2 separate regions of the Pan troglodytes genome follow, and region 2 is linked to region 1. A link is a contact called in public Hi-C data. All regions are on one chromosome and are shown on one strand. The core of a region is the stretch at or near the end of the contact, and the rest is flanking DNA. Distances in the headings are between cores, read along the strand shown. Region 1 overlaps SMYD4 (SET and MYND domain containing 4). Region 2 holds the start of DPH1 (diphthamide biosynthesis 1).

The links. A called contact is a pair of places that touch in the nucleus more often than the background predicts.
Region 2: a contact with region 1 is called in a Hi-C map of stem cell-derived neural progenitor cells, with 2.3 times the contacts expected there. The contact joins the promoter of DPH1 here to the enhancer-like site in region 1. A contact is called at or near these places in 1 of 7 Hi-C or Micro-C datasets (stem cell-derived neural progenitor cells) and 1 of 1 datasets of contacts at active chromatin or transcription factors (stem cell-derived excitatory neurons).

What each region holds. Positions count from the first base shown.
Region 1 is chr19:12,267,628-12,270,592 of NHGRI_mPanTro3-v2.0_pri, reverse strand. SMYD4 (SET and MYND domain containing 4) reads left to right here. Exons shown (of 11, transcript XM_009431555.5): 8 at 1,417-1,552; 9 at 2,402-2,518; 10 at 2,720-2,843. Among named protein-coding and RNA genes, the nearest start is that of SERPINF1, 23 kb to the right of the region's middle. Within about 2 kb of position 1,687, at least 14 of the 24 cell types and tissues checked have an H3K27ac peak or open chromatin away from gene starts, as enhancers often do. A contact at or near this core is called in stem cell-derived neural progenitor cells, where this site is marked.
Region 2 is chr19:12,519,774-12,522,694 of NHGRI_mPanTro3-v2.0_pri, reverse strand. It overlaps DPH1 (diphthamide biosynthesis 1), which reads right to left and starts at 1,544. Exons shown (of 13, transcript XM_063798174.1): 1 at 1,429-1,544. The coding sequence starts at 1,504.

The DNA.
Region 1 (2,965 bases), core at 438-2,937:
GAGTCATGAGTGAAAGGCAGAGCTGGTTGCGTTAGAAAGCTAAACTTGGAGACCCAAGGTCAAATGTAGGACGATCACACCTAGTACCTTTTTCTATTAGTTTTTTTTTCTTTTTTTTTTTCTTTTTTTTTTTTTTCTTTTTTTGAGATGGGGTCTTGCCCTATCACCCAGGCTGAAGTGAGTGCAGTGGCACGATCTCTGCTTACCACAGCCTCAACCTCCCAGACTCAAGCAATTCTCCTGCCTCAGCCTCCCCAGTAGCTGGGATTACAGGCATGCACCACCATGCCCAGTTAATCTTTGTATTTTTAGTAGAGACGAGTTGGCCATGTTCTCCATGTTGGCCAGGCTGGTCTCGATCTCCTGGCCTCAAGCGACCTACCTGCCTCGACCACCCAAAGCGCTGGGATTACAGGCGTGAGCCACCACGCCCAGCCTTTCTACTGGTTTTCTTTTTTTTTGTGAGACGGAGTCTCTCTCATGTCACCCAGGCTGGAGTGCAGTGGTGCAATCTCGGCTCACTGCAAGCTCCACCTCCCGGGTTCACGCCATTCTCCTGCCTCAGCCTCCCGAGTAGGTGGGACTACAGGCGCCCGCCACCACCATGCCCGGCTAATTTTTTGTATTTTTAGTAGAGACAGGGTCTCACCGTGTTAGCCAGGATGGTCTCGATCTCCTGACCTCACGATCCACCCGCCTCGCCCTCCCAAAGTGCTGGGATTACAGGCGTGAGCCACCGCACCTGGCCTTGTATTGGTTTTCTGAGGAGTTTTTCATAACTACTAGAAATGTTTGTCATCAAGGCCGGGCACGGTGGCTCACGCCTGTAATCTCAGCACTTTGGGAGGCTGAGGCGGGCGGATCATGAGGTCAGGAGATCGAGACCATCCTGGCTTACACGGTGAAACCCTGTCTCTACTAAAAAAAAAAAACCACACACAAAAATTTAGCCGGGCATGGTGGTGGGCACCTGTAGTCCCAGCTACTCAGGAGACTGAGGCAGGAGAATGGTGTGAACCCGGGAGGCGGAGCTTGGAGTGAGCCGAGATCGCACCACTGCACCCCAGCCTGGGCGACAGAGCAAGACTCAAAAAAAAGCAATGTTTGTCATCTAAAGTCCTAGCCCCAAAAAGCGACGAGAGGGGCTATAGGAGTGGAAAGACATTGTGCACTGTACCAGTTCTGTTCCAAAAATGAAATCTCAGGTGGGATCAGCTACTGCTGATACACTTCATTAGAATTGCCGCCATTGCCACCATCAAACCAAATTCACTCAGACTTTCGTCACGATGTATTGTTACAGGAGTCTCTTTCCCCCATGAGGTAAGAAACTATGGAGCAGTCCTGTAATGTAAGCACAGGCGGTGTTGATAACCGACCCTGGCATTGGAATAAAGAGAAAACTGACTTCCACAGGGAGATGATGTGCTGCGCTGTGGCAGCAGATCTTGTGCAGAATCCGCCGTCAGCAGGGACCACCTGGTCTCTCGGTTACAGGACCTTCAGCAGCAGGTCAGAGTGGCCCAGAAGCTTCTCAGAGATGGTGAACTAGGTGAGACTGGCTCCCTGCTTTGGTCCTCCAGCCCCTTCCCTTTTATTTGTTCTGATACCGTTTTGGACTCAGGGATACTCAGTACTGATGGGAGAATTGGATGTAATTATCCCCATGCCAGCCACAAGATGGCTATATAGGCCAGTGAGTCCAAACCCTGACCAGCTTTGTTGCTGTGGGGCCCTTGAAAAGGGGCCAGGTGATTTCAGCTGTTGTTTTCTTCTGCATCTGATTGCTAAGTTGAAGTACCCCTGCCAACTAATGGGTCATCGCTGACATCTGTGAGCTGTGCGCAGTTCCAGAAGTTGAGTGTCATTTATTTTAATTCCAGGGCCTAGTGATGTAACTTCCTAGAAGGGCGGTTTTTCCCTCCTCAGAGCTAGTCTCTGCTAGAGAGCAGTGGGGCGTGAGCCCAGCTGATAGGAGTGTCTTGCTTTTGTCAGAGACTTGCGGAGCTCCCCATTGCCCTTGAAAACCGTGCCTTAGAGCTTGACGTCATGGGATTTTTATTTACCCTGCTTTATGAAAGTTGACCTTTAGCTTAGATTTCAGGGTCAAGAGAAATCATGGCCGTACGTGGAAGGTAGAGTTGGTGGAGTTGGGAAGTTAATGTTGAAAATACAGGGTAAATGTGGGGAGGCCTCCCCTAGCGCCTTTCTCCACTGACAGAGAAAACAGAAGAAAACAGCAGCTTTATTGGAACAGACATTGTGCGTTGGTGACAACCCAGGGAGGCCAGGGGGAATTTCCACATTCAGCCCAGCTGATTCAGAGGATTTGAGACCTGGATTCTCATTCCTAGGACTGGGCTTCTGTCTATAGTGAGACGTCTTTCCTCTGCATTGACAGAGCGAGCCGTTCAGCGGCTGTCGGGGTGCCAGCGTGACGCCGAGAGCTTCCTGTGGGCAGAGCACGCCGTGGTGGGAGAGATCGCAGATGGCCTGGCCCGGGCCTTTGCTGCCTTAGGTACAGCATGAGCCTTCACGTTCTGCGTCGGGAACAGTCTGCTGTGGGCGCTTCGCTGTGGCCCCGGCCTTGTCTGCCTGGTTACCCCCCGCTCTGTAAACTGAGGCTGCTCCCCCTCTCATTCCATTTCCTCCCCCTGAAAATATGCATCCACAGTTGACAGTGGTTCTTTTCTGGAACAAGATTTTTCTCTTCTCACAGGAGACTGGCAAAAGTCAGCCACCCATCTACAGAGGAGTCTCTGCGTGGTGGAGGTTCGCCACGGGCCGTCCAGTGTTGAAATGGGCCATGAGCTCTTCAAATTGGCCCAGATCTTTTTCAACGGGTGAGTCCCTTTCCCACTTCACAGAGCACACACTGTTCCTTTCCTAGGCTCTTCTGGGTATTACTTTTTTTCTATGGTGTTTTTAAAAGCATGTTGAAACTTCTTTATTTCCTCTTTAGGAG
Region 2 (2,921 bases), core at 295-2,794, 250 kb before region 1:
ACGATAATCCTCCCACCTCAGCCTCCCCAGTAGCTAGGACCACAGGCATGTGCCAAGACGCAGGGCTAATTTTTTTTTTTTTTTTTTTTTTTTTGAGACAGAGTCTCACTCTGTCTGTTGGCCAGGCTGGAGTGCAGTGGTGCAATCTCGGCTCACTGCAACCTCAGCCTCTCGGACTCAAGCAATTCTCCTGCCTCAGCCTCCCGAGTAGCTGGGATTACAGGCGTGTGCTACCACACTCGGCTAATTTTTGTATTTTTAGTAGAGACAGGGTTTCACCATGTTGGCCAGGCTGGTCTCAAACTCCTAACCTCAGGTAATCCGCCCGCCTCAGCCTCCCAGAGTGCTGGGATTACAGGTGTAAGCCACCGTGCCCGGCCACGCACGGCTATTTTTTATTTTTTTGTGCATACAGGGTCCCCCTATGTTGCCCAGACTGGTGTGGAATTCCTGGGCTCACACAATCCTCCTTAGCCTCCCAAAGTGCTCAGACTAAAGGTGTAAGCCACTATGCCCTGCCCCGACAATTAAGCTTAGTTCAACCCCGTTATCTCTTCAGGAGCCACAGAGTCTGAGGATATGAAAAGGCAAGAAATTAACTTATTCAACGAGTATGTATTGAGACTGTGCTATGTGCCACAACTTCTGCTAGGGCCCCACACTATGATAGGAGGGACCCGCCCAGACATGAGGCTTCACCCACTGTGTGGGCGGCGGTGGGGATGGTCCAGCGGAGGCTGGGGCCCTGAGATCAGATTTGAACGTTACCACTGCTATGGTTTTTGGGCAGTTGTTTCAAAAGCCTTGGACAATCAGCCTAGGCTTCCTAGGCCCATTACAGATCCTCCTCTGACAGGTCCCTAGTGGTCGCTGGGGTGTAAGGAACTGCTAACGTTAGCCCTTCAATGTGTCCCAGGGACCAGTAGGCACCTCCTCCTTTATCACGTGGCTATGATATGTTTACATTAACATTCCCCCAGTAGACTGAGATCTCTGATTCTAGTACCTGCACCCAGCGCAGGCCTGGCATTCGGTGGGCGCTCAGTTAATGCCTGGCGAATGAAACCTTTTGCCTCTTTCCTGAAAGCATTCCCTGAGGGCGCACTCGTAAAATGCCCGCTGCATCTGGCCTGGCCCTTTCCCTCCCCGTCGAGTCCATTTTATCCGTCTGCCCGCCAAGACAAGGCTGTAGTTTCCGATTGGAGGATTAAGGGCTGCTCTCGGTCGTGCCCTAAAGCTGCAAAAGACTGGTACCCCTGGGCTCCGGCTGACAGCGACCCCGAGCTGGTGAGGGCGGCCCAAGGCGACTAACAGCGGGATCTAGCGGAGAAAGGCGCCGCCGCCGTTAAAGGGGGTTGGTCCTGTCCCTAACTTGGGGGCCCCGCCCCGAGATGCGAGGTCTGGAGGGCGCAGCGTTCCAGCACCCACCTCTGCCAGGGCCGTTTCGGCCGCCCTGCTCCGCTGCCCCGGATACAACCAGCGCCGCCATCACCTGCCTGCGCATGTGGTACTAAAAAGACAGCGCTGGAAGAACGCGGAGAGCGCAGACATTGCGATCGATCGCCGATCGGTCAGCGGGGGCGGGGGATACCCGCTGGGCGGGGCCATAAAGGAGGAGATAGGGGCGGGGCTGTAGTGGGCTCCACCCCAGCCCAGAATGCCGGGACTCAGGATTCCCTAGAGGTCCCCGACTATGGCAGTTGCCCTTGCCCTGCGACTTAGTCTCCCGCTCCTCTCCCCGGCCGGGCACGATCCTGGCGCTCCCGGACCGGTGCTCTCCTATGTGCGAACTCCCTGCACGAACTCTGCAGGCCGAGTCTTGTGAAGGGGACACCCACCAGATGTTCCTTGAGCCCCCCCTGCCAGTCTCCCCTCCTGGTAAGCAGTGGTCGGTCACCCGGCCGCCGTGTGGGGCCACGTTCCCTACTAGGGGGACTCCACTGTCCGGCAGGACAGAACTCAGGGACCACCAGCCCAGCTCCAAGTTGAGAGTCTTGGTGCAGGTTTCTGGATCGCCCTTATCAGCTTTTTAAATTATTTTTTTTGAGACAGGGTCTTGGTCTGTCGCCCAGGCTGGAGTGCAGTGGTGCGATCATGGTTCACAGCAGTCTCAACCTTCTGGGCTCAAGTCATCTTCCTGCCTCAGCCCCCTGAGTACCCGGGACCACAGGCGTACATTCAGCTAATTTTTTTTTTAGTAGAGATAAGGTTTCACTATTTTGCTCAAGCTGGTCTTGAACCTCTGGACTCAAGCAATCCTCCCACTTTGGCCTCCCAAAGTGCTGGGATTACAGGCGCGAGCCACTGCACCCAGCCTTTATCACCTTTAGAATCCACTGCGTAGACCCTGTAGAAACTGCCCCTCTGGGGAAGGCCCACAGCCTGAGGGTACTTTCCTGGGAAGGTGGGCAGTGGAGGACTGTGATGTCTAACCCTTCTGGACCCTGGCCAACCTTTGCCCTGCCCCTCAGGGCTGGTCTTTCTCCTGATCACTGGCCAGAGCCCCAGAGACCCCAAAGAGAAGACAGCCAGTGAGATGGCTTTGACCTTTGGAAGAGCAAAGTACCTGCAGGACTGGCCCTCAGCAGTCTGTCCCGGGGAACAATGGTCTTCCAGGGCTGACGGTCTACCCAGCCCCCTGGCATCCTCCTCCTCTCTCTGCGGTGGTGCTGTGAGCACAGCTGGCCCTTTAAGTCAGCTCTGTGGCCTCGGGCTCCCCCAGAGGCCCTCCCTGCTTGGAAACCCCTAATTAAGGTGCAGGGAGAAGTAAAAACAAGCAGCCAGAGACAGGCCCTGCCTGGGAGGCTGCCCAGAGAGGAGGAATGGCTGGACAGGCAGGGAGTGAGCAGCTGAGGGACCATCACCAAGGGTCAGTGCTGTGCCCCCCAGGCCACCGGCACTCTTAGGACAGGTAGCTCTAG